Linked DNA regions of Mus musculus: regions 1, 2 and 4 are each linked to region 3. The links are chromatin contacts, called in public ChIA-PET, HiChIP or PLAC-seq and Micro-C maps. All regions are on one chromosome and are shown on one strand. Each heading gives the region's core, a stretch centred on a gene start, on an enhancer-like site or on the middle of the called end of the contact. The rest is flanking DNA. Distances are from core to core; before and after follow the strand shown. Region 1 overlaps Gm35338 (a long non-coding RNA gene). Region 2 holds the start of Gm38956 (a long non-coding RNA gene). Region 3 holds the start of Rsad1 (radical S-adenosyl methionine domain containing 1). Region 4 holds the start of B230206L02Rik (RIKEN cDNA B230206L02 gene).

What was found. A called contact is a pair of places that touch in the nucleus more often than the background predicts. ChIA-PET counts read pairs in DNA pulled down with a chosen protein or histone mark. HiChIP or PLAC-seq counts read pairs in DNA pulled down with a chosen protein or histone mark.
Region 1: a FOXA1 HiChIP or PLAC-seq map of pancreatic cancer cells shows a contact between it and region 3. The contact joins the enhancer-like site here to the promoter of Rsad1 in region 3. A contact is called at or near these places in 4 of 115 datasets of contacts at active chromatin or transcription factors (astrocytes, embryonic stem cells, forebrain and 1 more).
Region 2: a contact with region 3 is called in an RNA polymerase II ChIA-PET map of memory CD8 T cells, with 20 read pairs. The contact joins the enhancer-like site here to the promoter of Rsad1 in region 3. A contact is called at or near these places in 2 of 39 promoter capture datasets (cranial neural crest and frontonasal cranial neural crest), 7 of 484 Hi-C or Micro-C datasets (the HL-1 cell line, the N1E-115 cell line, embryonic fibroblasts and 1 more), 4 of 115 datasets of contacts at active chromatin or transcription factors (effector CD8 T cells, embryonic stem cells, memory CD8 T cells and 1 more) and 2 of 9 other capture datasets (adipose tissue and embryonic stem cells).
Region 4: a Micro-C map of embryonic stem cells shows a contact between it and region 3, with 2.5 times the contacts expected there. The contact joins the promoter of B230206L02Rik here to the promoter of Rsad1 in region 3. A contact is called at or near these places in 3 of 39 promoter capture datasets (cranial neural crest, embryonic stem cells and neural stem cells), 1 of 15 datasets of contacts at CTCF or cohesin (the NIH/3T3 cell line), 35 of 484 Hi-C or Micro-C datasets (the AML12 cell line, B cells, the Ba/F3 cell line and 23 more), 8 of 115 datasets of contacts at active chromatin or transcription factors (embryonic midbrain, embryonic stem cells, hepatocytes and 3 more) and 1 of 9 other capture datasets (embryonic stem cells).

What each region holds. Positions count from the first base shown.
Region 1 is chr11:94,154,908-94,161,582 of GRCm38.p6, reverse strand. It overlaps Gm35338 (a long non-coding RNA gene), which reads left to right. Exons shown (of 4, transcript XR_001780294.2): 1 at 1-1,040; 2 at 4,273-4,441; 3 at 5,734-5,795. It overlaps B230206L02Rik (RIKEN cDNA B230206L02 gene), which reads right to left. Exons shown (of 4, transcript NR_167701.1): 3 at 6,086-6,127; 4 at 5,813-6,006. Among named protein-coding and RNA genes, the nearest start is that of Gm35338, 4.3 kb to the left of the region's middle. RefSeq lists an enhancer at 1-2,928. Within about 2 kb of position 2,387, at least 87 of the 459 cell types and tissues checked have an H3K27ac peak or open chromatin away from gene starts, as enhancers often do. A contact at or near this core is called in astrocytes, embryonic stem cells and pancreatic cancer cells, where this site is marked.
Region 2 is chr11:94,272,385-94,279,271 of GRCm38.p6, reverse strand. Gm38956 (a long non-coding RNA gene) reads left to right here and starts at 1,395. Exons shown (of 3, transcript XR_880146.1): 1 at 1,395-2,428; 2 at 2,521-2,587. Within about 2 kb of position 4,846, at least 60 of the 459 cell types and tissues checked have an H3K27ac peak or open chromatin away from gene starts, as enhancers often do. A contact at or near this core is called in memory CD8 T cells and pancreatic cancer cells, where this site is marked.
Region 3 is chr11:94,544,452-94,550,833 of GRCm38.p6, reverse strand. It overlaps Rsad1 (radical S-adenosyl methionine domain containing 1), which reads left to right and starts at 1,627. Exons shown (of 9, transcript NM_001013381.2): 1 at 1,627-1,851; 2 at 2,230-2,363; 3 at 2,471-2,675; 4 at 6,049-6,382. The coding sequence starts at 1,717.
Region 4 is chr11:94,132,055-94,138,455 of GRCm38.p6, reverse strand. B230206L02Rik (RIKEN cDNA B230206L02 gene) reads right to left here and starts at 5,000. Exons shown (of 4, transcript NR_167701.1): 1 at 4,901-5,000.

The sequences.
Region 1 (6,675 bases), core at 1,138-3,637, 390 kb after region 3:
TGGCCTAGAAAACCTTCTGGACATACGCGTAACGAGGAAGCCTGCTTTGGACTCTCTGTTCCCTGTAGCCTGGTTTCCCTTTTGCCTGGCACACCCAGCAGGCAGAGTCCAGACTCGCTGACCTCAAAAAGTCCCGCCCCTCTAGCCTTGTGCTTCTGACTATTCATTTCCTGCAGAAGGCTCAGGGTTTTGCCTACTGGGTAAAAAGCAGAGGCAACTCCACCCAAGGGGCCCACACAGAAGCCCAGGGATACTCTTGTCTGCATCCCAGACCCCACGCCCACCCCTGCCCCCGCCTTGGTGCGACCCCGTGCCCCCCGCCCCGGTGCAGGGAGGGAGGCACCTGTGCCTGGCACGCCTTCCTGCTGGGTCTGGACTCACTATCTTAGAACTGAGCGTGAAAACCCAGAAAAGCTCTGAGCCACCATCCAGCCCCTAAAGTCTTCCTTCTTTATCTCTCCACATCCCATTCCATCCCTCCCTCCCTGCTAAGGCAGGGGCGAGGATTCGACCACTGATAATTGATTGTGACTTCTCTCCACGCAAGCACAGGCTCACCGAGGGATAAAACACGAAGGAGCCCAGTGGTCAAGAGCTCGGGCTGCTCCCACATTTCCCTGGAAATCACTTAAAGGTGCCAGCATAGGAGACGTCACAGTGTGCCCCACCCCCACCCCAGGCCTGCAGAGTATGCACGGTTTCAGTCCACCCTCACTTAAATAGACTGTAGGTTCCCTTTGTAGGTGAGGAGACTGACAAGCCCTCACTGCAAGCCAAGGGCAGGGCTCCGTATGGAATTCTCAACAGGCCCGTCTACTCCAGCATGGCTGGCGAGTCCCCGACAAGCCTTTCTCCACATCTCTGCAGTGTGAACACCCAGGCGCCTCCATTCAGAGCCTGGCTCCGTAGCCAAACGAGTCTAGTGATGTCATCGTTGCCATGGAAACTCTCTCCAGGCGTCAGGCAGGACCAACCTCCCCTGAGCAGTTTCCCTTTGTGTGGACTTTGCAATGCGTTGCCAAGGCAGTGAGGCCTGCTGGGTGAGTTGGCACAGGGCAGGGAAGGCAGACAAAACCCCACACTGCATCCCAGAAACCACCACTCACAGCACAGCAGGAGAGACGGGGCTGCAGCTGTAATCTCTGCTGGGGTGGGGGGGTGGCAGCGGTGAGGGGTGTGGCATTTAAGAGGGGATGGAGACCTGTTCAAAACCCCTGATGCCAATTACCTTTGAGCGTGGTTAGCGGGATTCTGACCCCTGTATCTGCAGGGCCTGGATCTTGTGAAAGGGCAGACAAGCTCGGCAGGGTGTGAAGAGGAATTGGTGGTTTGGCTGTTTGAGTGTAAGTCACTCTGAGAATCACTGCTGAAGAAAGAAGCCCCCAGGGAGTACACTAGCTGCCTTAGTCCCTCTTGGCTCTCAGAATCCTCCCAGCAACTCCGGGGAAGGGGACAGAAGAAACAGGGTGCCTTCTGTACTTCCAATTCTGTCACTGGTGGTGGCGTGGGATTTGGGTTTCTTTCAAACACTATATAGCTCGTTGTCCTTGAACTTGAAATCCCCCTGTCTCAGCCTCCAGAGCACTGAGATTGCAGGTGTGTGCTGCTATCTCTGGCTTGTTTACCTCTTTGTTTTTCTTATTGCTTTCTCCTGGTTACCCGTTTGTGCCTAACACAGTTTAGATTCAAAATGGGGGCGGTCCAAGTTCCCTCGCTGAGGCCTTTTCAATCCAGGTTGGCCCCCCCGCAGCCTGGGATCTATCGGTTTTAGAGAAAGAATACTACTCTATCTTTATAGAGTAATCCTGCTCTGTCTACCAGGCCCTCCAACACCCGGATCTCAGCCAAGGGATTGCCACAGAGTCTGCCCCTCCCTCCTGGCTGCCTACAGAGGCTCCAGAAGCTATTGGCTAGTAAGGAAAGCCAGTGTCCTGGCTAATGTCTACAAGGCCACCTCCATCCCAGCTTCAAGTCACACCCTCTTTTGTCCTAGAAGCTGCAGGGGCCTCTTCGCTCCTAGGTCATTTAAAAGGCCCCTGTTCCTTGCCAGTGCCTGTGGCTAGCAGGCCCTTGACATGGTGCATAAAATCTTCCCCGTGCCCCTGTTCTTAGAAACCTCCAGGAAGAAACTTCATGACCTTTGCTGGCAAATGACAGAGTCTCATGCTTAGAGCTGAATGAAGGCCATGGCGTTCCTGGGTTCACCCGGAGCCTTCCTGCTTTCTTGGTCACCTTCTTCCTTAACTTCCCAGGGGGCTGAAGGGGAGGGCTCCTGCTCTACAATCCTGTGGGCTAGGCTACTTGTTCAGGCTGGGAGGAGACAGACTCTCGGTATGTCCTTCTGCCCTGAGCCTGGGCTCCTCCTCCGTCACCCGTGTGTCTCTGTTGAAGGTCTACCAAGTCACATGGTATGATGTCAGAAAGGGTTGTGGGGTGAATGGCTATGGGGTTCTCAGGCCGTACTGGGTGCGCCTGCCTACAGCCAGACAGCATCTGGACCAACCGTGACCCACCTCTGCCTGCCATTCTTTCCTGAAGCAAGTATTTCCTGACATCTGTGCTTTGTGCTATGAAGGCTTTCCCCCTGCTTCCAAAGGTCCCAAACAAGCCAAAAAGGATGAAGGAAAAAAAAATGTATGAAAACCAGGCAGCTCACCAGGACTTCTGCCCACACAGCAGCGAGGAAAACTGCCATCAGCAACGGTGGTCAGCGCTAGCTCAGCCCGTGGCACTGTGACAAACACCTTTGTTCCATTTTCCAAACTTCCTGTACTTTAAGACCGTGTTTTGGTAACAGAGACTCCCAAGGAATGCGAGCACCGAGCTTGAGAGCACATGGCTTCTAGACAGCAGGAAGGGAGGCTGGGGCGGAGGTCGGCTTCGACACCTGCCCTCCCCACAGGGGCATGCCCAGGACCAGTGAAAAGTGCCCCCGTGAGGCTGCCAAAGCTCATAGTCCTGGCGGGGGGCAGGGGCACCCCCTGGAGACACAGACCTCGGTGAGAAAGTCCAGGGTGACCAAAGGTCACAGATGACAGTCTTACCCAGGCCTTTGAACTTCGTCTTTGGGGCAACAAGCAGCCTGGAGAACTGAGAGGAAGAAATGAGGGTACACATTGTCCACAAGGGTGGGGTAGCCCTGTGAGCTGGCTTAGCCAAACCTCAGTTTAGTCATCCATAAATGGGGACAAGATACTTTTTACACAGACACAGGCAGCTGGGAGGATATCTTTTATTATCTTATGGTTTTGGTTTGGTTTGGTTTTTGCTTTTTCGAGACAGGGTTTCTCTGTGTAGCCCTGGCTGTCCTGGAACTCACTCTGTAGACCAGGCTGGCCTCGAACTCAGAAATCTGCCTGCCTCTGCCTCCCAAGTGCTGGGGTTAAAGGCGTGTGCCACCACTGCCTGGCTTTTTTCTTTTCTTTTCTTTTCTTTTCTTTTCTTTTCTTTTCTTTTCTTTTCTTTTCTTTTCTTTTCTTTTCTTTTCTCTTCTCTTCTCTTCTCTTCTCTTCTCTTCTCTTCTCTTCTCTTCTCTTCTTTTCTTTTCTTTTCTTTTCTTTTCTTTTTTAAAGGGTCTCATTATATAACCCGGATTAATCTAGAACTCACCCTGTAGCCCAGGCTGGCAATAAACTTTCAATCCTCCCGCCTCAGCCTCCTGAATGATGGGATTATAGGCATATACCACCACATCTGGCTCTGTTGAGGGAACTCAATGGCTTAAGTCCCCTTAAGTCCCTATCGGATCATGCCCCAAACAGACAGGGGATGCAAACAATGCTTTGGAAAACCAGATGACTGCCCAGCCATGGCTCTTACCGACTGGGGGAATCCTCTCCACACCAATGGGAGGTGTAAAATCTTCCTGGGTCTCCAAAATCTGGGCAAGAAGGAACTCTCTGTTTCCAGGCTTCCTGATCCAAGCTGCAGCTCAGAGCCCCGGCCCTGGAAGCCTGAGGCTTTCTTGTGAGGATCCCTCAGGGGCCCAGGCTATGGAAACTGCCACAACCTGTCCTGCCATAGCCAAGCAGCCGCCTGCCGGAACAAGATGGATTGTGGCTTTGGGGGGGGGGCGGGGAATCCGATGCGTAAAAAGCCTGTGGAGGTCAAATGAGCTCCATGCGGGTTGCGATTTCCCATCTAAATGTTAACATTGGCCTTGCTGAAGTCACGCCTCTGCATTTCTGTTGTGAACCTTTCTGTAGACTCTTTCTTCAAAGGGACAAACCAGAGTTTAATGGTGGAAACCTGGGGCCCTTTGTGTGACCCTAGGTGGCATCAAAGAAGGTGGCACCAGCTGGATCTGCCCACAGACGCCTTCGAAGGTCCCAGGGGATCTATCTGAGATTTTGGCCACTACCTGAAGTATGGAGTTTTGCCAGCAATAAGGAGAAAGCCTTGTAGGAGGCAAAGGGCACCCACTGGGACCTGGACGATCATGGTAAATATCTGCTTATAGCCTTGCATTTGGGGTTGAGGAGTGTATGTGGGGTTATCTTCAAAATACTGCCTCCAAAGGAAGGCCTAAGGCGCTTAGGGTTTTCATTCCCTTCCACGTTCCTTGCATTTGAGTCTTTAACCAAACAGGAGCCAGAGCAGGAGATAGGATCATGGTTTTTCCATTTTGCAAGATCTGGAACTGAGGCTTCACACGTAACTTAGTCTAGATCCCACGGAGACCAGCTTCCGCCCCAAGAGCTGGGATCACTGTAAAGCAGGTTTTTCCAAAGGGCTGCCTCTCGCGCTAGTCTCTCTGAGGAGGCGGTCAGCTATTATGGATGGTGGAATTTCTCTCCCTCTGGAAGTTCTCTTATTTGCTTGTTTGCTTTCAAAGAGAACCTTGCTATATAGCTCAAATGACAAATGTGGTTTGAATGTTCGTGGATATGGCTAAATTGCCCTCCAATAACAATACATGTGTCAACCTAGCACCACAGTGAATTTGGAGGCAGGGTCTCTCACCAGCCTCCCACTGTTTATTTAGTAAGCCCCAGGGATCTACCCATCTCTTCCTCACCAGCCCTGGGATTAACAAATGGAAACATCCAGCCTGACACCTTTATTCACATAGGTTCTGGGCATTGAGTGGTTTTCATGCTCGCAGGGCAAGCCTTTGCCAACAGAGCCATCTCCACAGGACCCCTTTCCTCCTTTTACTTTATTTTGCATATTCATTATCTATTCTGCTCTTGTGCAGACTCACATAGCTCCTAGGTTAGCTTTGAACTCCTGGTCCTTCAACATCATCTTCCTAAGTGTCTGGGATCACGAGCCTGCACCATCAGATTTGACTATATTTTATTTTTAGTTTCTTGAGACAGGGTTTCTTTGTGTAACCCTGGCCATCCATCCTGGAACTCACTCTGTAGACCAGGCTGACCTGGAATTCAGAAACCCGCCTGCCTCTGCCTCCCAAGTGCTGGAATTAAAGGCATGCGCCACCTCTACCCAGCTTAAAAAGTTTTTAGACCCATGACAAGAAAACCTAAAAAAGAATCCGTAAGCCATGGATATGACTTGCGATGGTTTCCCATATTGTTATTCGCCTTCACCGTGGGAAAACCCAGTTTCCTTGTATTTGACTGAAGGAAGGCTTCACATCTTTATCTTTAAAAAACTTGTTAGGAGCTGGAGAGTTGGCTTAGTGGTTAAGGGCAATGGCTGCTCTTCTAGGAGACCCAGGTTCGATTCCCAGTACCCAGATGGCAGCTCTGTATGTAACTCTAATTCCAGGGGATTCGACATGCTTTTCTGAAGGCACCAGGCATGCGGGCTGTACTGAAGCATACAAGCAGGTAAACACTAATACGCATAAAGTAGAAATATATTTATTGGTGTGGGTGTGGGTCACAGCACGTGTGGGGAAGTCAGAAGCTAACCACGCAGCTGGTCATCTCCTTCCTGCTTTCCATGGCTCCTGGGGACTGAATTCAGATTGCTGCCCCTGTGTAGCAATCACTTTTAGCTACCGAGCGAGCCCTCTAGCCGCCTGCATCGTTCACGTTTCTAAAAGATAGAGACATCTCTTATGGCATATGCACACATGAGAACGACTTATCTTTTTCCACTCACACCAGGAACTTACATGGTAAGTAAGGTAGTTATCTTGGTAGGTAAATGATGGATCCTAGAACCAAGAAAATAGAACAGGGCACATCACCAAGATGAACTCAATTACCAGCATGATTCCCCTATGACTTCATGCACTGCCTTTTCTATCTCTGGCTATGGTATAGGCTTTTCAGTCAGGACAATAGGTTGCCCTAGGATGAGCCACAATAATTCATAATCCCGGACAGCTGGCCACTCCCATAGAGTGTAGCTGAACAACGAGGCTAGCTTTCATACAAATCAAAACAGCAGTAGCCATTGCTCTGAACATTCTAAGAGGAAAGGGGAGAGTAGAAGAGGATGTTTAATGAGCACCTACTAGTGCCAGCCTTGTGTATCAGGATTCAAGACCCCAGATGGAAAAGGGAGTCTAGGGCTGGTGAGATGGCTCAGAAGGTGAAAGCACTGACTGCTCTTCCAAAGGTCCTGAGTTCAAATCCCAGCAACCACATGGTGGCTCACAACCACCCGTAATGAGATCTGACGCCCTCTTCTGGTGCGTCTGAAGTCAGCTATAGTGTACTTATGTAGAATAATAAATCTTTGGGCTGGAGCAAGTGGAGT
Region 2 (6,887 bases), core at 3,597-6,096, 270 kb after region 3:
GCAGGAAGACACTCACGCCCTCTCTTATCTCCATACATGTGCACAGAAGCATGCACATTTTAAGCAGTATTTCTATTTTGACTATGTGTATGTGTGCATGCCTATGTGTGAGTGTGGGCAGGTGATTACAGTGTCCACAGAGGCCAAAGGCATTGGGTCCCTTGGAGCTACAGCGGTTGTGAGCCACTCTGATGGTTCTGGGGCTCAAACTTGGGTCCTCTGCAAGAGCACCACATGCCTTAACCACTGAGCCATCTGTCCAGCTTCACAATTTTTTTAAAAAAATCAAACAATTCTTAACCAGATGTGGCACACCCAGGAGAGGCAGAGGTAGGTAGATCTCTGTGAGTTAGGGCCAGTCTGATATACATGGTCAGTTCTAGGACAGCCAGAGCTCTTTCAACAACAACAACCTGGCAAAGGCAACTTAAGGAAGGAAAGGGCTTATTTCACTCATGAGTTGAAGATGATGTCCATTATGGTAGAGAAGACATGGTGGGAGCAGAAAGCAGCCAGTCACACTGCGTCCACAATCAGGAAGCAGAGATGAACGCCCATGTTCAGTGTTCTTTCTCCTGTTTAGTCACTCTGGGATCTCCGCTTACATGTAGGGTGGGTCTCCACACCTTAGTTTAGCCTGGTCTAGAAACCTCCTCACGGGCATGCTCAGAAATTTGTCCCCTTAATAATTCTAGATCCTGGTAAACTGACAGTGCTAACCAATGCACTTAACAATTGTAAATTTGTGAGAAAAGAACACATTTCATTATAGGATAAAAATCCTGGGAGCAGCAAATTACAAATACTCAATTTTTAAATAAATAGAAATGATTTTCTTTCTAAAATTTAATTATGTAGTATATAAAAGATAGATGCTGCCCTCTTCCCCCGCCCCCCCCCCCAAGTACTCATGGTTAAATGGAGGCAGGAGGATTAGAAGTGTAAGGTCATCCTTGGTTACATAGTGAGTTTGGGCTACATGAGAGTCAGTCTTTAAAAAGGGGGTCTGGAGAGATGGCTCAGCAGTTAAAGGACACTGCTGCTCTTCCAGAGGTCCTGCTTTCTGTTCCTAGCACCTACATGGTGGCTCACAAAGGCCTGTAACTCCACTTCCAAGGGCTCTGATGCCCTCTTCTGGCTTCCAAAGGCTCCTGTATGCTTTCACATGTTGTATAAGGACAAGCGCGGGCACACACACACTACACACTATACACACACACACATACATACACATATACACACACACACACACATGAAAGAGAGAGAAGAGAAAGAAGAAAGAAAGAAAGAAAGAAAGAGAGAGAGAGAGAGAGGGAGGGAGGGAGGGAGGGAGGGAGGGAGAAAGGAAGAAAGAAAGAAAGAAAGAAAGAAAGAAAGAAAGAAAGAAAGAAAGAAAGAAAGAAAGAAAGAAAGAAAGAAAGAAAGAAAGAAAGAAAGAAAGAAAGAAAGGTGTTTGGAGGGTTTCCTCCATACTTCACCATGGCCCTCAGAGGGAAGCCGAGTACCTGGACCCCTGGAGGAATGCCTCCAGCCGGCACAGTGACACTGTGGGTGTCTTTACAGACATTCTGCTTGCAATAGTTTGAAACTGCAGTCTCCAGAGAGACCTTAGTCCTCTGCTGGCCTCCAACATGAGTGGCTGAACTGTGCATATGCCGTCTCTTTTAATTCTAGCCTCCAAGTAAGTGTGAAGGAGTATGTCGTTTTCGTTTCGACTGTGGAGGTCAGAGGACAGCTTTCCGGAATCCTTTCTCATGTTCTACCCTGACTCAGGTTCGGATTCAGGACACCAGGTTTGAGCAGCAGTTATCACTACCTGATGAGTCCCTCATCTTTCACTTTTGCATCTTATTTCCACGTGGGCAGTCAACACTTAGTGAAGATCTGTTTCCCTTCTATCTTCCCAGAATGCCCTTCCCCAGACCCGGATCCTCTAGAATAGTCACAGAGCTGAGTTGGGTTTTAACCCCATACAACATGAGCGCTCCTCTCTCCTCGCTGAGCTCTGAGTACCAGCTGAACTAGGTACTCCGACGCAACGCATGCGCAGGGAAGTGCCACGCTGTTATTTCTCTCACATCCACGAGGGGTCGCACAACGCCTTCCAGAGTTCGCCCCAAGAACCTGCGCCTTAGTAAATCCCTTCCCTCCGGAACCTCCCATCTCTCCCAACACCACCTTCGGGTTTAAAGTTCCAGAGCTGTATTCCTGGTTGTCCCAGAAACCTATCCGTGCAGCCGCTTGGCGTGATTTAACTGAGCTATGGGAAGCATGCAGTCTGACTCCTTCATTCAGTACCCTATACTGTGCTTTCCTCGTCAGCAAAATGATAATCCCCACTGCGCTGAGCGCTATCCAAGAGAGTGGGGAGCCTCATCTCATTTTGAGCATGGTGTCCAGCACATTCCAGGAGCCCGGTATACCCCAGGTGCCTACTGAAAAAGTCATTTTACCTAGATGTCAAACTCTCCCTGTAAAACTCACCATGTCCTCCTTGGCTTTTGTCTTCGTGGGCACCAGGGGCAGCAAGGTTTCCTGAGTGAGATCTCTATAATGGAGGCAGACTTCAGGCCCTCAAGTCAGACGTGTGAGTGTTTTTACTTTCTGTCCATGGAAATTTTCACCTCCATCTCCTTTTCCCATGTTGCATGGCGTGAAAGCATTCTTTTCTGGAAAAATTCAAGGTTGCCTTGGCGAATTCTAAGTGTCCCTCCTCCTTCTCCTTCCAGTTGGAGCCATGGAGATAGCTTCTGGTTTTGGATGCTAATTTGTTTTAGTGGACATCTACAAAGACGGCCTCTGGCCTCACTCAGCATCTTTTGCAAATGTCTATATATTTCAGATACATCGTTGCCAATGTCTACCGTTGCTGGGTACATCCAAGGAGTCTATGGTCCATCCAGACCTCAGACTGATTGACCCTCAGCGTCTTCTGACCCCAGAACCTTGTCTCAGCCTCTTGAGGAGGAAATGGAGGACTGGGCTATCTCGGTCCCTCTCTTTCCAGACAAACCATATAGTCCACCATGTCCAGTTTATGTGGAGATACGTGTAGGGTGTTCTGGGAATGTTGGTATCTCTGTCCCCTAACTTCTGTGGCACCCAGATGCTGAAGCTGGGGTGAGGCAGGAGAATGCCTCCCATGGTTGGGGTTTTGCTGAGGCAAGGCTCTGAACTCCAATGTTCAGCAGTCAAGCTCCCACAGCACAGCCTTGATAAACTAAGGCATTATGATACATCACAGGCTAGGATGATACACCAAGAAAGAAGCCTGGCTGACAATTCCAACACTAGCCTGTCACACCTTTTACCCTGTTTTTTGGTACTCTGGTACAGGCTGACTCATCTTCTCCAGGACCGCAGGGTTTGTTTGTGCTCCTGGTAACTTGAAGGGTGGAGACAGGGCTCTTGGATGTGGTTTCTAAGAGGTGAGGTGGGGTAGAAGGTAGACAAAGACGAGCTACTGGTTGTACACAGCAGAAAACCAGGCTGGCTAATTCTGCCCAGTGAGAATTTTCTGGAAGGGTGACTGAGCAGTCCACAGAATCACCAGGTAAACTAAGAAGACCCATCTCTTAAATTGTCCAGGAACCCATAAGACTGCAGTAGAACCACAGGAAAGGACTCTAGAGGACCGTCCTGCTGCCCCCAGGGTCAAGTTGCCCCTGGATGCTGTTGCTGGGGACATGATGAATGGCATCTCTGATGGCCCTGGCTTCTCAGGGGGCCCAGGTTCAGTGCCCACGAACTCTGTAGGGATGTTGTGAGGGATCTTTGGCCTGTAGGGGGTTCCCATTCTGGATTAGCCCCACCTCCACCATGGTGTGTAGCTGCTAAGCAACCAAAACCAACAAACACCAACCTCTGTAATTTCCCTGAATTTGCCATTGCCAAGAGGCAGTCTCCAACCTGCCTCCCGTAGGCAGCTGGCTACTCAGAGTACCGCTTGCAGATGTGGGTCAGAGACCTCACGAAGCTCGGTGAAGCCGCCCAGACAAGTTGAGTGCTTCTAGAGAATTCCTACGCCAGCCTTCTCTCCATGGCTAGGGCCATTGAACTCTGTCTCAGGCATGGTTTAAATCTTTATGTAGATTACATTGGGTCTTATATCTGTTTTGTTTTGTTTGTTTGTTTATATGTGTGTACGTGTGCGCGTGCACACAAATGCCAATGCTGACACACATGTACAGCCCAGAGGAATACACCAGTGGCTTGTTTGATTGCTCTCTTCTTATTTCTGGGAATCTACCTGTCCCCACCATTAGAGCACAGCCATGCCCAGCCGGGGGGCCTGGGGATCCAGGCTCAGGTCCTTGTACTCTCATCTCTCTGGCCCCTGAGAATTAATTTTAAAGTTTGACAGCAATGACTAGGATTAGACAGGTAAGCTGTAACAGGAAATAAGAAGTATTGAATGTCTTGGGAGAGAAAGGGGGAATGCGATTGAAGGACCTGAATGGGGAGCTATGTGACCGGCGGGTAGAATCCTCTGAGTGACTCAGAACTCCTGTCCCTGACTCAGCCCACCTTAGGAGCAATGACCTCACACTGCAATCTGTGTCCTCTTCCTGTCCCACTTCACTGATCTCCCCATTTCCTCGGCCCCTCAGTTAGTGTGTCCTTGGGGCTCAAGGCAATATGAAGTCTCATGCTACACTGCTCAGTCTTGCCTACACAGCCTAGCTCCCAGGTCTCCTGGATCTGGAGCCTGCAGACTCAACTTGGCTACCTTTCCCTGGGCCACAGTCATGCTGGTCCTTGCCCCCACCCCCAACCCCCACCCCACACACACCTGCCGGTGAGGCCTGTGCACTGGCTGGTCCACACTGTGAATGGACTTCTGCATCCCCGCTGCAGGCATGCCCAGGCATGTTCTTGCGGTGAGGCAGAGAGCTGATAAGGCCTCAGCTTATCTCCCTGAACTCTGTGAATGTTTCCCTGGCCAAAGAAAACCCATGGCTGAGGCCAGAGTCCATATTGGGAGACAGCAGAAATTGGTGGTATACTCTGAGACAGGGGGATTGGAGAACGTGAGACCTGCCATGAAGGCCCGTGCTCCGAGTCCTTTGTGCCCAGTAGATCTGCCTCTGCCAGTGTCTCTGTCTGTTGGATGCCCTCTCATTTTTGCCCTGTTAAGCGTGTATGCCAGGCTTGCCTTGTGCCAGGCCCAGTTCTAGTCCCTGGAGTATGCCAGCACACAGTAGGATTTGTGCGTGCAGCACTTACAATTTAGAGATAATGACACCTCATAAACAGGAAAACCAACACTGGGCAGGGCTACCAAAAAAAATGATCCGAAGAAGGTGCTGTTCCTTCTTCGATGAGGTAGGCAGGAAAGGGCTTGCTGGCGTGTTTGAACTGAGAGCTCATGAAAAAGAGGGAGCCAAGCCCACCGGTGGGAAAGAAAGTTCCAGGTCAGGACAGTGCAAAGAACCAAAGTCTTGGAACAGTAGCCTGTGTATGCGAAACACATGGCTACATGGCTAGACCAGAGTCAATGAGAGATAGACAGTGTGCATGTTCGCATGCATATTGTAGCATCTGGTGAGGACTCTGGACTCTATTCCACGTGTAAGAATAGTTGTCTGAAGCAGTCGATAGGGCAGGGAGAAGCAACCTGAGTTTGTCAGGAGGTTCCTGTCTGCACAAGAAAAATGGGTCAGGGAGGGGAGAAGGAGAGCAGGGGCCCAGTTAGGAAATGTTGCCACCTCGGAGGTAAAGCTGGTAATAGTGGTGGCCCAGGAGGTAGCCACGCTCAGGAGTCACTTTGACTCTGTGACCCTGGTGTTTGCCAGTGCTGGGGAGGACAGGAGACAGGAAGGGGATGGGACTGATACTTTGAACCTGAACGCGTGGGCAAACAGAGTTGCCACCTGTAGACCTGGTAGGCACTGTTTGAGATCCACCAGTTCTGCCGAGAGGAAGGTACGTCTAGGCCCTAGACACAGAGCCTGGTTTGTGAGCGATCACGGGGCCTGTCGTAGTGATTGGGGGAAAAGGAAGCACAATGCCATCATCTGCCTCACAGGGTCATCTATGTCACTGTGCTCATTCACTCATTCAGTAAGACTTGAGCGAGCTCCAGACGTAATAAGCCAGACACTTGCGCGGGTTCCCTGGGAAGAAGAGAACCCTAACGAGACAGTGTTGCAGGCTGGAAACAGTGTTGCCTTGCTTTCTTGAGACAGTGCCTGGAAACAAAGTAGCTGCATTTTTCTACGTTGTTTCTTGACTTTTTGGTCAGGAGACAGATAACCAGGAAGCTAATGTATGTAAAAGGGGCTACTGTAAGGCCAGTGTGGTGCTATATACCAATCAACCCATTACAGGAAATAGAGGCAGAGAGATCAAGAGTTCAAGATCAGCCTGAACTGTGTAGTAAGACAATACCTTGTCTTAAATAAATATAGAAAAAAATACATCTTATATGAAGGTGGGTGAGTGAAAAGAAGATTGGGCCGAAACAAAGACAGTCTCAAAGACCGAATCCCAGACTCCTCTTAACCCAATTCATTTTCACAAAGTGGCTGCCTCATCTTCAGGAAGATAAGAAAGGCAGAGTGGACCATAGTGACCCTCGGGGGTCTTTCGGAAAGGTTTTTGTCTTGCAAGAACAGTGTCCTGAGACAAGGCTGCCCTTGTGAAAAGAGCCTGGTTGCCAAGCTCTGGGGATTAGGAATCTCAGTGAAACAGAACAGGTGTGTGTGTGTTGGGGGTGGGGGACACGACAGTAGGCCCCTCAGTAAAGCTGCCGACCCACTGCAGGATTCTGAGTGTGTGCAAAGGAGGTGGCTGGCTCTGCACCGTTTGAGGGTTTCTGCTATGTGAAGAATGGTCTTTGTGCTTTCTGGCTCCTCATCCTGCAAGGAATGAGGAGTGGAATCCCA
Region 3 (6,382 bases), core at 378-2,877:
GTGCTGGGCTAACACACTGAAAGACAATCCTTCTTCTAGAGGGGACCAGAACAGAGAGTGTGGCCTGTTCTGACTGGTTCTTCCTGGATGCTGTACTCCGAACACCTTACTTTCTTGAGGAAGAACTGCTTTACGACAACTCGACTCCAAAGCCCATGATCGTTCCATTCTGGGGCATAGCTCCTCCAAGCCCCTCACATGTGTCCTGCCTCTCCTGCACACACCATTGCTGCGACCTCTTCCATCTGATGCCAAGGACTGGCCTGACTCAGAGACCACAGCCCACCCTCCCTGCCAAGCCAGTTCCCAGTGGAATTCTTTTCTTCTCTTTCCCCTCCCTCCCTTCCTTTAAAAAAATATTTATTTTATTTCATGTGTTTTGCCTGCATATGTCTGTGCACCATGTGCATGCTGGAGGAAGTCTGGAGTTTCCGACTTACAGATGGTTGTTAGCCACAGTGTGTGGGTGCAGGGTCCTCCGCAAGAGCCGATAGTGCTCTTAACTGCTGAGCCAGCCCCTCCAGCCCTGCTTCCTTTTTTCTGAAACATTGTCTCATGCAGTCAGCCAGACCTGGATTATAGGGCTGTTCTGCCACACATGACTTTTTTTTCTTTTTTTTAAACAAAGTTTTATTTATATTTAAATTTTATTTATTTTTAAATATATGTGTTTGTACGCCTGCGTGCCAGAAGAGGTCATTAGGTCACTTTATAGATGGTTGTGAGCCACCATGTGGTTGCTGGGACAGCCTCAGGTTTTACTTTCTCTCTCTCTCTCTCTCTCTCTCTCTCTCTCGTTTGTTTAAACGTAATTGGGTATTTTGCCTGTATGTATGTATGTATGTATACAGTATTTATGCCACAATTATTGATTTTATTATTGTATCTGTGTGTATTATGTGCACACATGAGTTTGCTAGAAGGTGCACCCATGGAGGCAAAAGGACCACTATGTGGAGCGAGGCTCTCTCCCACTACATATTTGGCATCCAGGGACCATTCTGCTTTGTAGGGCAACTGTCCGTTCCTTGCTGAGCCATCATGTCTTTCCCCCTCTTTTGTTTCTATGAGATAGGCTCTCACACTGTAGCCCAGGCTGGCTTGGAACTCCCACAATCCTCCGGGAGTTCTAGTATTCCAGGTGTGAGCCACCGCCCCTGGCTTCCAACGATTTTCTGTTCCTCTAATACCCAGCCCGTGAGCTTCCTTTCCGCTGACTCCCACGCACACTTCTGTAGGCCCACCAGCTCACAGCCAGTTACCTAGTACCGAATTAACTCTTAACTTGGTTAGTGTCTCCCCTGCCAGTTAGACTGACCTGATTTTAGTAGGCCTGGCTTTCAGATCTGAGCCAGGTACACACCAATCTAAGTAACTGACTGAAAAAAACCCAAACAAACAAAGAAATCTTGTATGAGTCAATAAAGTCGCTCTGACACAGGGAGCCAAGAGGCTGGCGGGGCATTCTGCGTCCTTGGCAAAAGATAGACTGGCTGTGTCCTTGAGAACGAATAGGCTGTGTGTGCAACAGTGTCCACCAGGTGGCGCCGCAGACACGAGGCCGTGGGCTCTCTAGCCACTCCGGGAGAGGCAATACGAGGTCACGCAGCCCCTCTGACTTCCGCCAGGGCTATCCACGCGGCCCAGCCCCGGGTACACCCCTGCTGGGCACGCTGTCGAGGTCTCGCATCCCTCCTTTCTGCCGCCTTGCGCGCCATGGTTCCCTCCGGGGTCCGGACCGGCAGATGGGTGGCAGCGGCCAGGGCGGCCCAGCGGCGCCCCCGTGTGGACAGCTTGGGACAGCCTCCGAGTCCTGAGTCCGCGAGCACGCGTGCGGCGCTTTACGTGCACGTGAGTGAGTAGGGGAGAGCAGAAGGAGGCGGTGGCCGTGGCTGTTCCGTTCATAGCCCACATGCACGCTGTCCGTGCCTAACATTACATCTGGTACAACATCTGCCCGCGTCATTCGCCACCGGAATAAGTGTTTGGCCAAAAACCTCAAGTCTGGTGCTTACTAGCTGGGTGTCCCTCTTGGAACCTGTTTTGTCTCACGAAAGTGGGCATAGTAATCTCATCGCCATCTGCCCACGGGACGCAGAGTGGCTTAGTTGTCGCAACCACCGCTGACCAACCTCAGAATGGGAACGGGGATGTGTGAGATAAACCCTGGAAGTGGCCTGGGCAGCCCAGAGCCCCGCCTTAGCTCACACACGCATCCCCTGTCCCCAGTGGCCTTATTGCGAGAAACGCTGCAGCTACTGCAACTTCAATAAGTACATCCCCCGCGGCGTGGAGGAGGGGACCGTGCGGAATTGCCTGGTGACTGAGGCAAGGACGCTGCTGCGGCTCAGCGGGGTGCAGAGGTCAGTACTGGGGACATTAGACAAGGTCTTGGGCGGAGAGGACACTACAGGAGGATGTTCCCCAAGGGTTTTCCCCGGGGTTTTATGTCTCCATCCTCTTCCTCCAGAGTAGAGTCTGTGTTCTTTGGTGGAGGAACCCCGAGTCTGGCCAGTCCCCACACTGTGGCTGCTGTCCTGGAGGCTGTGGCTCAGGAAGTCTACCTGCCTGCCGATTCGGAAGTCACCTTGGAGGCTAACCCCACTTCAGCCCCAGGTCCTAGGCTGGCAGCTTTTGGAGCAGCAGGAGTGAACAGGTTGTCCATTGGTTTACAGGTGACCTACCTCACTCACCCTACCCCAGTGCTCCCAGATCCTAGGATGGTGTTTAGTCATTGAGAAAACATTTCTGGGCACCAGGGTCTAGTACACAGTAGATTGTGTAGTGACACTTTTCTTACTGTTTGTCTCTTGACATATTGGCCCATACACTTCCTGAGGCAGGCTTTGGCATCATCATCATCAACATCATTATTGTTATTATTATTATTATTAATGTCTTCGTTATTTTGAGACAGGGTACCCTATAGCTCAGGCTAGCCTCAAATTTTATATGTAGCCAAGGGTTGACCTTGAGCTCCTGACTCTTCTGTCTCCATCTTAATACTAGGACTACAGACATGTGCCACCATGCCCAGTTTGTATAATAATAAAAATCAAACCCCAAGGCATGTAGGCAAGCATTCCACAAAGAGCTATATCACTAGCTGCCATTATTTTATTATTATTATTATCATTATGACTTTGAGACAGGAGCTCACACTGTAGCCCAGGTTAGCCTCAAACTCCCAGCAGTCTTCCTGCCTCAGCCTTCCAACTCCTGGAATTACAGGCCACAAGGCCCAGCTGGCTTAACCCTTTATAGTCTAGGCGTTTCATGTAGTACCTGCCACATGGTAGGTGCTGCACAGGTGTGGGTAAGGGATGGTGCAGTGGTTAGAGCACTTACTGGGCAAGTGTAAACCAGCCCTTGGATCCTCACCCACCCACACAAACGCTGGCTGGGTATGGCAGCCTGCCTGCAATCCCAGCACTTGAGGGCACAGATGAAGGAATCCGCCCTTCGCCTTGCTTAATGCTGGCTAGCCAGACTTAACCGTATCAACTGTGGTTTCGACTCAGTGAGTAAGGTAGCAAAAAATGAAGGAAGATGGGCTGGAGACACGGCTCAGAGGTTAAGAGTGTTGTTGGCTGCTCTTCCAGAGGACCTGGGTTCAATTCCCAGCACCCACATTGTGATTCATAAGCACCTGTAATGAGATCTGGTGCAGGCACGAATGCAGGCAGAATCCTGTATAATAAATAAATAAATCTATAAAAAGGTAAAGAAGACCCCCATTGTCAACCCTGAGCTTCCACAAACACACACACACACACACACACACACACACACACACACTCACCCCTGCCCTCACACACATGTGAACACATATATACATAGGCACACTTCACATATATAGACATGAAAGAAAGGAAGGGAAAAAAAAATACAGGATGCGGCTTGTTCTGTGATTGGAGACCTGGAACAGGCTGGCAGCCGGACCATGGCACAGTAACTGCTACCTCTAGAGGAACCTCCGAAGGCTTATTAGAGTACTGAGGGGAGCCCAGCCTGATGAAATCCTGGAAGCCTTCCTGGAGGAAATGATGTGTGAGTGAGACAGAGCAGGTGTTGACCAGGTTGGAGGGGTGTGGGAGGAAAGGGCACAGGATGTGGAAGAACTTTGCATGTTTGGAGGAGAAGCTGTGTCATTCCTGTGACTGGAGAGGCTGGAGACAGGCCGCCAAACAGGACCGAAAGCCTTCCGCTCCTGTGGGAGTTTGGGGTTTCTCCCATTGGAGAGCCTCTGAAGGTGTGCTTATGAGTCAGGAGAAATCTCTCTAGGTTGACCTCTGGTGACCTCTGGTGTTTGGGTATCTGGGATTGCCATCCCTACCACGCCCATAGGTGCTTTGCTTCCGGTGAAGTGCTCCACCTAGGGTTTAGGGTCATAGAAGAGCTGCAAGGGGTGTGTGTGTGTGTGTGTGTGTGTGTGTGTGTGTACCATGTCTGGATGCTCTTGCTCAAAATGCTTCTTTTTTTTTATCCCCCACCCACCCTGTTTGATTTTTTGAGACAGGGTTTCCCCGTGTAGCCCTGGCTGTCCTAGAACTCACTCTGTAGACCAGGCTGGCCTCACACTCAGAGATCCGCCTGCCTCTGCCTCTTGAGTACTGAGATTAAAGGCCTCATTGGCCACCACCACCCGGCTTCTCTCTTTTTTATGACAAGGTCTTACTGTCTACTCTGGCCTGAGACTTGTTATGTAGCGTCAGGAAGCTTTGAATCCCCGATCCTCCTGCCTCTACCTCCCCAGGGGATGGGATTACAGATGTGTACCACCACGCCTGGCTTCTCCTTATGAGAAAACATCAGCTAAAACTAAATTAAGAGACCTTTGGGTCTGGATGTGGTGGGCACACAATTGTCATCTCACTACTCAGGAGGCTGAGGCAGGAGGATTGCCATGAGTTCAAAACCAGCTTCAGCTCTTTACTGAGACCGTGTCTCAGAAGGAAGCAAGTAAGCCAGCCTTCTGGAGACTGGCAGTTGTGCTGTGTTGTACATAGATGGGGACCTCACTGAGCCTTTATGCTTAAGCTAATTGCAAATGTAAAAAGTTAATTTAAGGGCCGGCGAGATGGCTCAGTGGTTAAGAGCTCCGACTGCTCTTCTGAAGGTCCTGAGTTCAAATCCCAGCAACCACATGGTGGCTCACAACCATCCATAACAAAATCTGATGCCCTCTTCTGGAGTGTCTGAACACAGCTACAATGTACTTACATATAATAAAATAAATAAATCTTTTAAAAAAAAAGTTAATTTAAAAAGAAGGGCCATAGAGATGGCTTAGTGGATAAAGAGACTTGCCGCCAAACCTGATGACCTGAGTTCTATTCCCTGTCAGAAGGAAAGAACCAACTCCTCCAACTTAACCTTTGACCTCTATATAATCACTGTTGTGCACCCGCAATAATTAATATAAACATATTATAAATATAATAAGTAAAAATGTTTGCCTTTACAATAAATATTAAATATTTGCTTTAATGATAAATGCAATAAAACATTTTCTAATATATAATATATAATAGATATAATGACAATATAATAAATATAATAGAAATAACATAAATAATACAAAAGTAATAATATAATAAATATAAAAACACTAGGGGGGGGAACCTGTTAGAAGCCGGAAAATCCCCGGCTTCTAAATTCCTGGTCTGACACTGCAGTTACTATCTCCGAACCTTCGCTTTCTCATCTGTCAAATAGAACTGATAACTGAGCACTGACCGTGGCTCTCCACCCAGCACTCAAACAGGCAGAGGCAGGATACCCCACAGGCTTGAAGCCAACCTGGGCTATTTAGTGAGTTCCCGTCTAGTCAGCACTATAGTAAGACCCTGTCTCAAAAGGAAAGAAAACAAAAGGGGAGGGGGGGGTTAAGAGTTCAATGCACCGTTCCTTGAAGAGTAACTCTCTGGGTCTGCCTTGACTCACTCTATCTCCTGTTCTGTGTCCAGTCACATCTGTGCCTTAAATAAGGCTGAGTGTTGCTGCCTCCCTCAGGGACAGCATTTACACCAGACCCTCTCTCTGCAGTCCCTGGATGACGCGGAGCTGCAGCTGCTGGGCCGGACTCACTCAGCCAGCGACGCTTTACGGACTCTGGCGGAAGCCCGGCTCCTTTTCCCTGGCAGAGTGTCGGTGGATTTGATGCTGGGGTTACCGGCACAGAAGGTGGAGCCGTGGCTTCAACAGCTTCAGAAACTGCTGTACCACTGTGACGACCACCTCTCCCTCTACCAGCTGACCCTGGAACGGGGCACCTCACTCTTTGCCCAGGTGCAGCAGGGTACCCTCCCGGCCCCTGACCCGGACCTGGCTGCTGAGATGTACCAGGAGGGCAGGACAGTCCTTCGAGATGCTGGCTTTC
Region 4 (6,401 bases), core at 3,751-6,250, 420 kb after region 3:
GCCTCGCTTCCCGGGTGGCAAGTGTTCTGGACTATTCTGGGTAGCAGTTTTATTTACAATATAGGACTCCCTGGCCCGGGTCTGCTCCAAAGGGTGCCCAATCCCAGCCAGAGAGAAAGAAGCGGACAGCCTGGAGGAACTGTGCAGATGCGATCCCTAGTACCACACTGCACATTAGAGGCAGGTCCCAACCGTCTCACTGATCTCCCAGCTCCTGGCTGAGGGCTTCTCCCACTGGACCCCAGAACTCCCACCAGTGGTCTCGGGGAAGGCAGGGGAGGGCAGGGCAGGGCAGGGCAGGGGGCAGACACCCAGTTTAGTCACTCATTCAGCCATTCGGTTGGGCCTCTACTAGGAACCTCCCGGAAGTTATTGCTTGTGGGGCTGCCAGTGGAAAGTCCACAGAAAAGCCTGAGGCGGGGCAGCAGCACAGGGTTTCTATGTCTATGTATAAGACTTGGAGTAGACCAGCAAGACAGGGGGGAGGGGGAGGAGGGAGGGAGGGTGTCTTGGGAGATGGAAGCCTTGGCTGAGTGTTTGCCAAGGACGGGCAAGGCTAAGCTCCACGCCACATTCTAAGCCAGTGAAGGCTGTGGCTCAGTAACAGGGCCTCCCCTGGCTAGCTTCCAATGACCTTGCCCCCAGTGCAGAGGGTGAAAGTCTCGCCTGGTGCCCATCTGGGTGGCAGACCTGGAGAAGGCTGTGGACAGGCCAGCTGAAGCTGGTTCTGCCTGTTCGGAGAGGCTCGGGCACAGTGTGGTAGGAAGACAGGCTACACTGTTTGGTTGAGACAGGATCTTACTGTATGGCACTGGCTGGCTTGGAACTCTGTGTGGAGCAGGCTGGCCTCAAACTCTGATTGGTCTGCCTCTAGTCAGTGAGCCGAATATGCCACCGCAGCCAGCCTGTGCTTCAGTCTCGCACACTTTGAAACACTGGACAGCACTTTGGCTGTGTGACTTAACCCTCCTTGTTTACCAGCTTAGGCCTGGCTCCACCAGTGAGCAGGGCGGGATTCCCCGCTTGTGAAGCGCTGTCTCAGCGCTTGTTTCTCTAGCCACCTTCTGGACCAGTCTAACTCCCCACCTCCCCACATCCCTACCGGACTCACACTACTCCATTCTCCATCCTCCTCTGGCTCAGCCCTGGTGTCTTTTGATCTAGTGAGGTTCAAGGGAACAGATCAAGGATAGGTGTGTCTGTGGCTGTAGAGACCATTGATGACCAAGAACTACACACAGTATAAAGATGTGTGTGTTGGGAGGTGGTGGACATGGGAGGCTGTGTGTAGGATCTTCGTGGGGGTGTAAGAAAGAGAACATGGGTAACAGTGGTGGACTGTGGGGTGTAGGCAAAAGTTACAGGAAGGTTTTGGCAGGTGGAGCTGGGGGACTTTGGGGCCCCAGTAAGGGCCTCTCCCTCATGATCAGTCCTGTGGCCAGTGGGCCCTGCCCAGTCAATGAACTCAGGGTCTGGAAGAGTCAGCGGCTTTTCCAACCGTTTTGCCAAATGGGATGTCAGCACCGGGGCGGGGCAGGGCAAGAGAGGGAAGGGGGATGCCTCGGGCAGACCAGACTGAAGGTGGCAATGACTTCATGACAACTGGTTGCCGAGCAGCTGGCTGAGGGGGTGGGGACCTGGAGCCTGACTGGGCCAGGAGACCTGCCCCCTTGGCCACTGGTCAAGGCCAAAACTGTTGTTCCTTTTCCAAGGTGACCGGGCCTCAGTTTCCTTCCTGAGGGTTCTTGGGGCCTGCACACCCAGGGGTCTTGGGGAAGGACACCTAACCCTGCTTTACAGATAAGGAAACTGAGGCTCACTAAAGTGGTGAGGCTGGGAATGGGGCAGGGCAGGAGAGGGGTAGGAGGTAGCAGGTCCCCTACTGTGTCTTACACAGTGGCATTTTAGCCACTAAAGACTGAGTGAGCCCTGGGCCTTCTCTGGGCCCTAGGCATTATGGCTCTCAAACCCGTCTAAAGGAGTGCCTCCATATACTTTCCTACTAGTGGGGGGCAATCAACACCAGTAGCTGTGCACCCCCCCATCACTGTAGCTAGAAGCTTGGGCTCCTCCTACCACAGGCCAGAGGCTGGCTTCTACTCCAGCAGAAGGTTTGTTTTCCAGCCAAGGCATCACGGATTACTGGCTCAGACTGGCTCCTCAGCAGGGCTGGAGGGGACCCCAGATCACAGACCTGGTGGGTGTGAGCCTGGTCTTTGTACCCACAAACTGAGATCAGCTTTGGGGGTGTTCTTTCTCCTACTGTTTACTAGTTTCCCATAAGAATAATAACCACCCTCCATAACCTTTGTAGTCCACAAAGGACTTTCACAAACATCCTCTGGTTTAGTGCTCACCCTAGGCCCCATGACAAGCTATTCATACACCCATTTTATAGACTGAGAAACTGAAGTCAAAGGGAGAGAGATTCACAATGAGTCTCAGATCACAGGGCCAGGCCGTGGCTGGCGCTTGAGCCTCTCTGATCCAGACACCTGCCACAGCAGCAGCTTTCTCAGGGAGCGTGGTAGCCATGTGACTTCTCAGAGGACAGCCTGGGTCCTGCAGCCAATAGTGAGCCAGCAATGCAGCAGCCCTCTGCATTTCCAGCCTGTAAGATGTGAAGCCTACCTGCTACCTGCTTGTTGCTGTTGAGGCCGGGGGAGGGGAGGGCACAGGGAAGCAAAGGCGACCAGCACTGAGACCACAAAGGTGACCACAGCTAGCCATGGAACACTCGGGAGGGTCTCCGAGAACAGGGCTGGCTGCTGTTGGTGCTGGGCTCTGGCCAAGGAGTGGAAGGACTAACATTTCCTGGAACAAGAGTCTACCAACCATGCCTAGGACCAGCTGCTGCCGTGTGTGGCTCTGCCCTCAGCAGGAGAAAGGAGACAGTATAGTGAAGTGTGAGGTTTTCTCAAAGTGACATAGGGTCTGAAAGACACTTTCCCCTGGGGGTGGGGGGCACGGGGACAGGGACACTCCTAGTCCCTCTGGCCTGCATGAGTGCACTCAGCATATTGGAAAGCTGGAGTTGCTGGCCGATCCCAGTTGCTTTTTTGGAAATAGTAATCAGAGAGACCGCTAACACTGAGGACCAGCCAGCCACCCTTTCCTCCAGTGACTCAATCTATAACGAAGTTGTTTTCTGTATGTATGTGGACGGGGCTCCCTTTTCGTATCTTTTTCTGAGACAGTCTCATTAGGTATACCGCACTGGCTGGCCTGGACCTTGTGATCCTCCGGTCTCAGCCCCTGCAATGTGGGGATTATAGGTGCCTACTGCATAAAATGATCTGTGGTTATTTGGGTTTTTTGTTTTTATTTTTATTGAGGGTACCAGGATACCTAGAAAACCTCTCCTGGGGAAGAGGTTGGGATCATGCCCCACGTCACCCATGCCACAGAGCCTAGGCTTCCTCGGGGAACCTGAGCAAAAGGAACATTCCAGTGAGTGTACTGGGAATTCTTAGAAAAGTTTCAGGGCCATCTATCTGTGCCATCTATCCTTGACTCCTTTCTGACCGGGATCTGTGGGGAAATGTCCTCTTAAGCCTCTCAGCCCTCCTGGGCTACAACTGTCTCCCCCAGAGCCCTCAAATAATCCGGTCCCTGTGAGGAGACATTGGGTACAGCTGGCCGCCTGCCCCTCTGAGAGGGCATGCTAGTAATGTCAAGGCCAAATATAGAGGGAACCAGATACCTCATGGGCCCAGGGCCTAGGGAGCCCCATGGACTCCACCGCACCTGCCCCACCCCCAGCTCTTTCGGAGTCCTGCAACCTCCACCCCCTTCCAGCCTGGGCAAGCAGCCAGGAGACTGGCATCCCCTTCTCCTGGCCCCAGTCCACTTGGGGACATGTCCCAACAAGTCCAAGCACAGCAGGAGGCTGGCCCAAGGGTGTGGGGGGCAGAGTTTGCGCTGGGCGTGCGTGCCTGCGTGGGGACACCTCTCCAAGCCCTTTTACAAGCGTACCTTCCCACCTGGCTCTCAACACCAGGAGGCCAAGAGGAACCACTCCTGCCCTTGGTTCTTTAACTTCCTCGGGAGACCAAGACCATAAAGCTGGGGTGGGGGAGACCAGAGAGCCAGGTCAAACCCCAATAAACTGCTGGACACACCGAACTGCAAATAATTAGTCCCGATTGCCTCCACCGTCCTCTCTGGGGAGTGAAAGGTCAAAGGGCAGAGTTGCTGACGCAAATGTCAAGGGAGACATGTGGAGGCTTGAAACAGCTGGGATCCTGCTCCCAGCGAGGTCACTAGAGCCCTGAACACTGTGTCCCCCCCGCCCCCGCCCCCCGCCCCGGGCAACTGGGAGAGCTGTTCTCAAAGCACCAGAGGTGAGGGGGCTCTGTGGCTTTTCCCTCCTGGCTCCAAGGTCACCGAGACCTGATGGAGAAGGTTAATCAGGCTCTTGGGGAAAGCTTAACCTGCCTGATACTCGGTTCTGCTCGTGAGCCTCTGCTACCTCTACAAAGAGGGAAGAGACCTCTGTCTCCTGTGAGGGGAATCCTGGCTCCAAACCCTCTTCTCGGTTGGCACACCTTGGCAGCTCTGCCAGTCTGTGCACAGTGGCGACCCCCAGCGGCTGGATTAGGGCTTGAACTTGGGGCTGGGGCTAGGCTGCTGCCATCCTAACACTGCAGCCTGAGGCCCAGGCCAGGGAACATGGGACATAGCAAGAGCAGCTTGGCTTTGGTCAAGAATATTTACTAAGCCTTAATTTTTTCCTCCTTGAATTGTGGCTAGACCTCAGCCGAAATAGCCCACTGTTAGCATAATAGGGTCAACATGTCTAAGGATGAACTCCGCCTCCTGGGCCCAAACCTGCTCCTCCTCCGGACTTCCCTGTTTCCATTAATAGCACTGCCACCACCCAGTCCCTGGAGCTCCGAACCTTGTCATCTTCAACTCCTCCTCTCTGGACTGGGCACCTGACCTGCCCCTCCTCAGTCTTCAGGCCACCCTTCCGTCCTCCAGCGAGTTGGCCTTTTTACAGAGCCACTGGAGTGCTCAACAGCGCCACCTATGGGCCAGACCCGATCACATGACCCAACACCTGCTGACTTTGTAACCTGGGGCAAGTCTCAGCTTCCTTGGCTATAACTTGAGAGTGAGAATAGTCATTTGGTAGGATAATGTGTGACCCAAGTGACAGAATGTACCTGAAAACCCTATCATGTAGGATGTTCCTAGGCACAGGAAAATTTTACACACCCTGTTCTCCAAAGCCTCTATTTTATAAACAAGGAACTGAGACCTGACAGGGGCATTGAATACCAAGTGTCTTTACAATACACTGCAGAGCCAGCTAGGATGTGGAAGCTCCTGGAAGTTTTAGTGTGTCTCCCTCCCCCATCATTCCACTCTAGAACCCACAATTAAAAGCTGCCGCTGGCTTCATTAGGCCCATCCCCTGCCTTCAGGGGGAGGGACACCTGCCAGGTGTCCAGGTCATTAGCCATAGGAAGTAATCTTGAGATGTGACAAGCACAGGTCACATACAGCAGTCTGAGTCAGGGAAGCCATGTGCAAGGTTCCAAATGGGGCTGAGCATACAGCCACCTGCTTGAGGGGCAAGGCCTCATTCCAGAAGTTCCAAAGGGTAGGGGTCTCTGGTGCAACTCAGCTGCCCTGAGTGGCCTTGTACCTTTAGTGGCCATGTACTTCTTAGGGTCAGGAAGTGAAGTACAGGCTACCCCAGCTTGCTGTTATCCAGGCCTTCTTCCCTGTGGGAAGATGTTCCCTTCATTCACCCTGTGGATAGGACTTGAATTCCACACACTCCCTTCAGATGAATGGTAGGAGACCTGCCTAGGTCATAATCATTACCAGATTTCCCTGAAGAGGCCACAGCAAGAACTGCTGGTGAAAAGGCTTTTAGCATGAGGTGGATGGACCCTCCTGGAGTCCTTGTCACCTGTCCTCTAAGGCCATGGCTCTCAAGTGGATGGTTGCTTTTGTATTCCCAGCGGACACTTAGCAGCATCTAGAACCCGTTTCTCTTGTCACAAATGGAGAGTGGGTACCGCTAGACATTTTTAGTGGGTCAGGACCAAACATGATGCTCTAAGCCTCTTAGGGCTCAGGACAGAACTGAAGACGGGCCAGCCAGCTGACAGGCACAGGCCTGACCTCCAGCTTTTGTAATGATCTTTGGGTTCTTGTCCCCCTGCCCAGCCCAGGGAAGTTTCTAGAATAGTCCATGCTGACTTCTCAACTCTTTCAACAAGGACAAAGAGGCCCTGGAAAGACACCCAGACCTGGACACTCCCCATCCTGTTTCATGAGCCTTGTTGTCCACTGGATCTGCATGTAGTCCCTGGCACTGAATTCATTAGGGGAAAGCTGAGAGCAGTGAGGTACAAAATGGCTCTCTCAGCTCTCCTTAGATTCAG